Linked DNA regions of Mus musculus: region 2 is linked to region 1. Evidence: chromatin contacts called from public Hi-C data. All regions are on one chromosome and are shown on one strand. The core of a region is the stretch at or near the end of the contact, and the rest is flanking DNA. Distances in the headings are between cores, read along the strand shown. Region 1 has its middle 110 kb from the start of Gm20745. Region 2 overlaps Rora (RAR-related orphan receptor alpha).

The links. Hi-C and Micro-C count contacts between places; a contact is called where the count stands out from the background.
Region 2: a Hi-C map of uterus shows a contact between it and region 1, with 4 times the contacts expected there. The contact joins two enhancer-like sites. A contact is called at or near these places in 5 of 484 Hi-C or Micro-C datasets (all in uterus) and 2 of 115 datasets of contacts at active chromatin or transcription factors (embryonic forebrain and embryonic limb bud).

What each region holds. Positions count from the first base shown.
Region 1 is chr9:68,130,118-68,133,109 of GRCm38.p6, reverse strand. No RefSeq gene overlaps it. Among named protein-coding and RNA genes, the nearest start is that of Gm20745, 110 kb to the right of the region's middle. Within about 2 kb of position 1,574, at least 14 of the 459 cell types and tissues checked have an H3K27ac peak or open chromatin away from gene starts, as enhancers often do. A contact at or near this core is called in uterus, where this site is marked.
Region 2 is chr9:69,300,096-69,303,087 of GRCm38.p6, reverse strand. The region is part of intron 2 of Rora (RAR-related orphan receptor alpha); the gene reads right to left. It overlaps Gm46153 (a long non-coding RNA gene), which reads left to right. Exons shown (of 2, transcript XR_001779364.2): 2 at 2,433-2,668. Among named protein-coding and RNA genes, the nearest start is that of Gm46153, 4.0 kb to the left of the region's middle. Within about 2 kb of position 1,512, at least 66 of the 459 cell types and tissues checked have an H3K27ac peak or open chromatin away from gene starts, as enhancers often do. A contact at or near this core is called in uterus, where this site is marked.

The sequences.
Region 1 (2,992 bases), core at 325-2,824:
ATACAAGAATTATCTTTAGAAAGATGGGGTGATATGATACCTTAAATGAGATGCCCCCAAAGCAAGTATTATAATAAAAAACAATGTGTTAAAATTAATTATATTTAAGTTAAAACTTTTGGATTACAATAGACATCACAACAAACAACTAACCAGAGAAGACACTTGGTAGTGACATGGGTTTTAATGAGGCTATCCAAAACTATATTCCTGATATCATTAATATAAAGACAAATATACCATAGGAAAAGAAACAAATTATGGGCGTAAGCAATTTATAAGAAAGGGAGAGAATGCCACCACTGTATGAGTTTAGAACAAATTTTAAACCTCAAGACATCAGATAAATTAAGTACTGCCAACTTTGGGGCAAATACAAAGTTATAACCCTCACACCATCCTGAGGGAAATACAACTGATGAAATACTTTTAGGGAAGAACTTAGCAATACATGTATCTTGTGGTTCAACAATTCTATTCTTTGCCTGCTTCTTCTGATGTCATCCAGTTGGCTTTCCCCTTTAAAAGATAACAACCACTTTGGACAGCTCCCAGCCACGGGTAACTCCAGCTACAGATGTCTAATCCCCTCTTCTGACCTCTTCAGGTACTGCCTTATATTCACATACAGAGATGTAGTAGATACACAGGCACATAAATAAAACATAAAGTAAATCTTTAGGAAAAAAAAAAAAAAAACAACCAAAATGATTTTGAACACCAGTGTCATCACATCTCATCTTCACTTTAAAAGAAAAAAAGAAGTGTTTTTTTTTTTCTGTAATCTAAAGTTTCAAGCAATTGAAAAAAAATTTAAATTATCTTACTTATTTTGTGTGGTAACTTTGTTGCCAAAGTTGGTACTACCTTTGATACCCAAACCAGAAAATTTTCACAAAGATTTTCCAGGAAAGTTGAATAAAAATCATTACTGCAGCATTACTAGAAACATTCAAGATAGAAATGTGCACAGTCAAGAAGTGACTGCCTTGTAGCATGGTAATAGGATGGGCAGAGTACAACACAGATGTCCCAGCGAGCCAGTGAGGGCTATCAGTGCCAACACAGAAGACCACAGCAAATAGAGAGCACTAAGACGGTTGTGATGTGCTCCTGCTAAATGACGATGGCTGGCTAACATGCTCTATGACTAGAGAAGCATAAAACTACGGGGATACCAAGCACACTGAAGTCATCTCACTGCAGAAGGGAAAAGGGTAATATTGGAGAGAGGTGGGGCTGAATCACTGGCTCAGTACACAGATACCTGCTGGCAACCCTGCCAACCAGCATTCTATACCTAGGACCCACATGGTAAAAGAAGAACAGACTCCTGCCAACTGCCATCTGACCTCCACACATGCACTATGTCACACATGGCCCCACACTCATACACACGCAAGCAAAATAAAATAAATTTAAATGTAATAAAAAGTTTTAAATAAAGATTTTAACTTGGCCAGAGCAAAAGTAAAAGACTGAAAGAAAGCCAAGTTCCTTCTACAGCCTTCTTCCTGGGCCAGTGCCCCCAGTCAGAGTCTCTCCAGGACACCAGGGTACAAACAATGTTTTCTTTCACCAGATTTGAACCATTTGTACACACAGCATCTTTGCTCCTTCAGTCAGCTTCCCCTGGTGCAGCCAAAATAGCTCATTCTCCCACCCTTCCCCCATTCTGAAACCAAAAGACAACAGCTGGCTTCTCCAACTTCTGGCAGTTACAAAGAGTTTTCCACCATTCCTGGAATGTGGGTAAACAAACATTTCTAGACTCCCTTTTCATTTCAGGCTCAGTTTTCATCTTCTAAGACTTGAGCCCCCAACTAAGTGGGAGGCAGAAGGGAGCCGGTAGTATTTTGCTCTGCAACCCTGGACCTGGGCTCAACACCTGGAACACTTCTAAAGACAGAAGGAAAGAATCAATGCCACTATGTTGACCTCTGACCTCCACATGTATGCCATGACATGCACACATGCAAACAAGAGTGGGAGAGTTCCTATGAGTTAATGTGCCCCACTCTGCCTCACTGGCTCTCCTTTCCTGATAGTAAAGACGCCCTGGGTATCATAGCACAGAATACATTCCCTGCAGTCCTATTCTATCTGACACTTCAGACAAGGCACCTAGGACCTCTATGCTTCCATTTCAACCTCCATAAAAGGGAAGTAAAAACAGATCTCTAAGGAAGTTACTGGGAGCTTTGGATACTGAGTTCCTTCAGTGGCATACACACTGTACATCAGTCACCATGTTAGTGCTATATCTGTCTTACTAATCCTCTACTCTGAGAGAATGGAAAAGAGAATGCCAAAAGGCACACAGCAGTTGCCATATAGCTCTCTTCCCAATTAAAACTCTTTCCTGGAGGGAGGCTTGGTAAGACTCAGGAAGTCACTGAAACTTACACGACACAGGAAGTTCCTGGAACCTTCTTGGCAAGGCTGTTCTCCAAGGTTATATAAAGTATAAGAGTTGCATAGGACAAAGACTCTCCAATCAGCAGAGCTGCCTGCAAGGCAATGTCTGCAAGTCCTGCTTTGAGGTTACAAGAGCTGCATGGAGGCTTCAAGTCCTGCATTGCTTTTATGAGTAGCCACCCATATTGGGGCAGGCTTTGGAGATGAAGTATCCCTAACCCATATTCCTGAATAGAACCTTAGTAATCTCAAGTTCCATTGAAGATAAACACAGGCCTCACTGTGGTGCTTTGAATGAGAATGTTCCCCTATAGGTTCAGATATTTGAATTCTTGGTCCTCAGTTGGTGGTGATGTTTGAAGTCTAGGAAGTGTGGTCTTGCTAGAGGGCATAGGTCACTGGGAGTGGGAGGCTTTGAGGTTTCAAAGCCTCACATCACCCCCTCTCCTTGCTTACAGTTCAATGAGTGAGCACTCGGCTTCATGCTCCAGTGCCCTGCTTGCTGCCTGCTGCCATGCCTCCCTGCCATGACAGACTCTGATTCCTTTGTAATTGTAAACCAAATAAACCCTTC
Region 2 (2,992 bases), core at 263-2,762, 1.2 Mb before region 1:
TTTACTGATCCGTTGCTTCTGCAGGCTCAGTATGGCATCAATTAGTAACACTGTGTGTTGATTAAGTTTCCCCAGAGCCCAGAGAAGGCTGCTTTGTATTTATTAATGACTGCACTGGGCACTACTTACTATTTTTCAATAGCATTTAAAAATGAGTAAATTACTGAAGCTCAACTATAAAAGAATCTCACATTTCAAAGGCAAGGGGGTGGGGGGAGAGAAAGAGCGTATCATTTCAAACCATCCCTAATACTTGCATGGCTGGTTTTATTTTCAATGTAATATTCAAGGGGTGTGTGTGTGTGTCTTCAGCTCCTGACTCTTGTTCTAAGCTCAGCATTTTGGAATATACATGACATGAGTTGGGGAACAGGGACATAGACCCGGTGATTAATTAAGAGCTGGTTTAACAGGTCTAAATTTCATTCTCTCTCTCTCTCTCTCTCTCTCTCACACACACACACACACACACACATACACACACCTGTTAAGTACCACATGTCTGATTCAGCAAGACTCCACCCACAAGGTTAATGAGAGAGTGAGAGAGAGAGAGAAGGAGAGGAGGAGGAGGAGGAGGAGGAGGAGGAGGAGGAGGAGGAGGAGGAGGAGGAGGAGGAGGAGAGAAGAGAGATTGCAAACCGAGGTCCCAAATTATGTTGTCAAGGGTAATTCACCAACCAACTACAAGCTCACCCAGTTTAAACTGTCCTATTTGGTGGGGGATTTCATGTGGCATATTAGGTGAAGTTTGAGATGCCCACCTTGGTACCGAGTTTGCTGCCTGAAGGAAGAGGATCCGATCTCTCCTGTGAGGAATCTTTCCTAAGTAAATGGCAAGTGGTAGGAGGGAAATTGGTTCTCATTTGCCCTGCCTTAGGAAGTGAGGAACTGCAAGCCACATCCCCCCACCCCCCACTCCCCTAAAGGATCTGGCCATGAGGTAAAGCATTCCTCCCTTTGTCTTAAGCTCCCCTTTGATGTGCAAGTCACTGGTGGAGTAAACCGTGATGACTTTGATGTTGAACTTGGAGACTTTATTGTTACTAGCATGCCTATAAGGAGAGCCGCCAGTCACTTCTCACATCTGAACAACCATGTTCCTTTACAGCCCCTTTTTTACAAGCATCAAATCCTTAAATACATGTTTTCCCATTCCTGTTGATTACTATGCTATCTGTGGTGGGGGAGGGCTGTGCTCCAATGTAATTGCAGCACCCACGTTTTCTGTAAACACCCCGAGGCGAGGCATCGTCAGATGGCTGGTAACCAAACTCCCTCAACAAGAGAAGCTTAACTGCAAAACAAATTTCTAGCAAATAAAAACATCCCGAGAAACTCTCTGAGCCATTTTAGTAGTCAAAAGGAGGAGTTTGGTCAGTATTTCTCCTAAGCAACCATTTGAAACGACACAGAAACTGTAAAAGAGTTGGCGGCGGCGGCAGGGGCCTGCGGAGAGGCTGCCAAAAGTTTGAACCATCTTAACTCATTGTAACAACTTTGTTTCTCTGCAGTGGTGGAAACAGGAAACTTCTGTTAAGACGATTCTGCTGGATAGAAGCCTGGCTTTCCCTTTAAATTTCTACCCAACCAGAAACAGGCAATGTGCTCAGTCTTTAAAGGAGCTGTTGAAGATACAACTCTAATTTCACGTGCTGACTCCCATCAGATTTTTCTTTCCAAACTTTGTTTAATCACTTCTGGAAATGTCAAATATCATCCCCTCACCCCAACCCTCACTTACATCACAGGAAACTGGTGTCTAACAGACCCTTCTCCTTCGATCAACATTGTAATAAAACTCAAGTTCTTTTGGATTTCTGGCTTCAGATGAAGTAGGGACAGATCTCCATGTTTCCTTCTGGTTCTGTTTGCTGTTGTTGTTTTGTTTGTTTGTTTGTTTGTTTTTAAGCAGGTGGCCCAGGAGGCACAGCATTTCTGCCTGCTAATCACTGGGGAGAAATGGGGGGGTGTACTACATCTCTTAGGGATCTGGGGCTTTAGTGTGCCGTTGGGAATACAATCACGGTGGAATACAGTGGTTTAGGCTGTTTGGTGGTCTTCATTTTTCAGTTAATACCCCACTCCTAGGTTTCAACTCAACCATCAAAAATGGAAAAGGCTTTGGGCTAGAACTTGATAAAGCAGGGCTGTAATTTGCCAGAACTAAGTTTAGGCATATTTGTTAATATTAATGAAAGCCTTCTTGTTTTAAAATGTATTTAAATAGCTGGCATTAGTAATTACCTCTTTCTACCTTAGAATTTTCACTTCCAAAAGGAGCTGGTTAGCCGACTGAAGTATCTTAAGCAGTTATAGTTGGGGACAGGGAGTAAAGAAGTCAGCAGGCTTCTGTGTGCCTTTCCTACATCTTGAACGAGAGACCCCAGCCCACCTTTCAACTGTAACGGAAACATTTTTTTTTCTTATAGAAACATGAACTCTGGAAAAGACCTTGGCAGCTGTCAATCACAACCTTCTAATTTTACAAACAGGGCAAGAAGGCAAGCGAAGAAAACCTGCCAGTTACCATGCAGCAGATCCAGACTAGAGCCCATGCCTTCATCCGCTTCCCTCCACACGCAGGCTGGGGCTTTCCACTCCTCAACACCGTGTGGCAACTGGGGGCCCAGATGACTCATGCATCAAATAAAGGTGTTGAACTTAAGCGATTTCTCAATCAGAATCATCTATGCAGCTTACAATTTACCAGCACATGCGATCCACCAAGGCCATCAGACCAAAATCACCAGAATCTCAAATAGAACACGCACACACAAATACACATATATTGTTTAAAATTTGACTTTTAAGTACATGTCTGTGTGTGTGTGTGTGTGTGTGTGTGTGTGTGTGTGTGTATGTGTGTGGGGGGTATGTGCACATGAGTACAGGAGGCCAGTAGAGCGTGTTGGATTGGGTTGATTGGCCTGGCATGAGCACTGTGACTAAAACTCAGGTCCTCTGTAAGCAGTGTGAAGTTTTAAAAGCT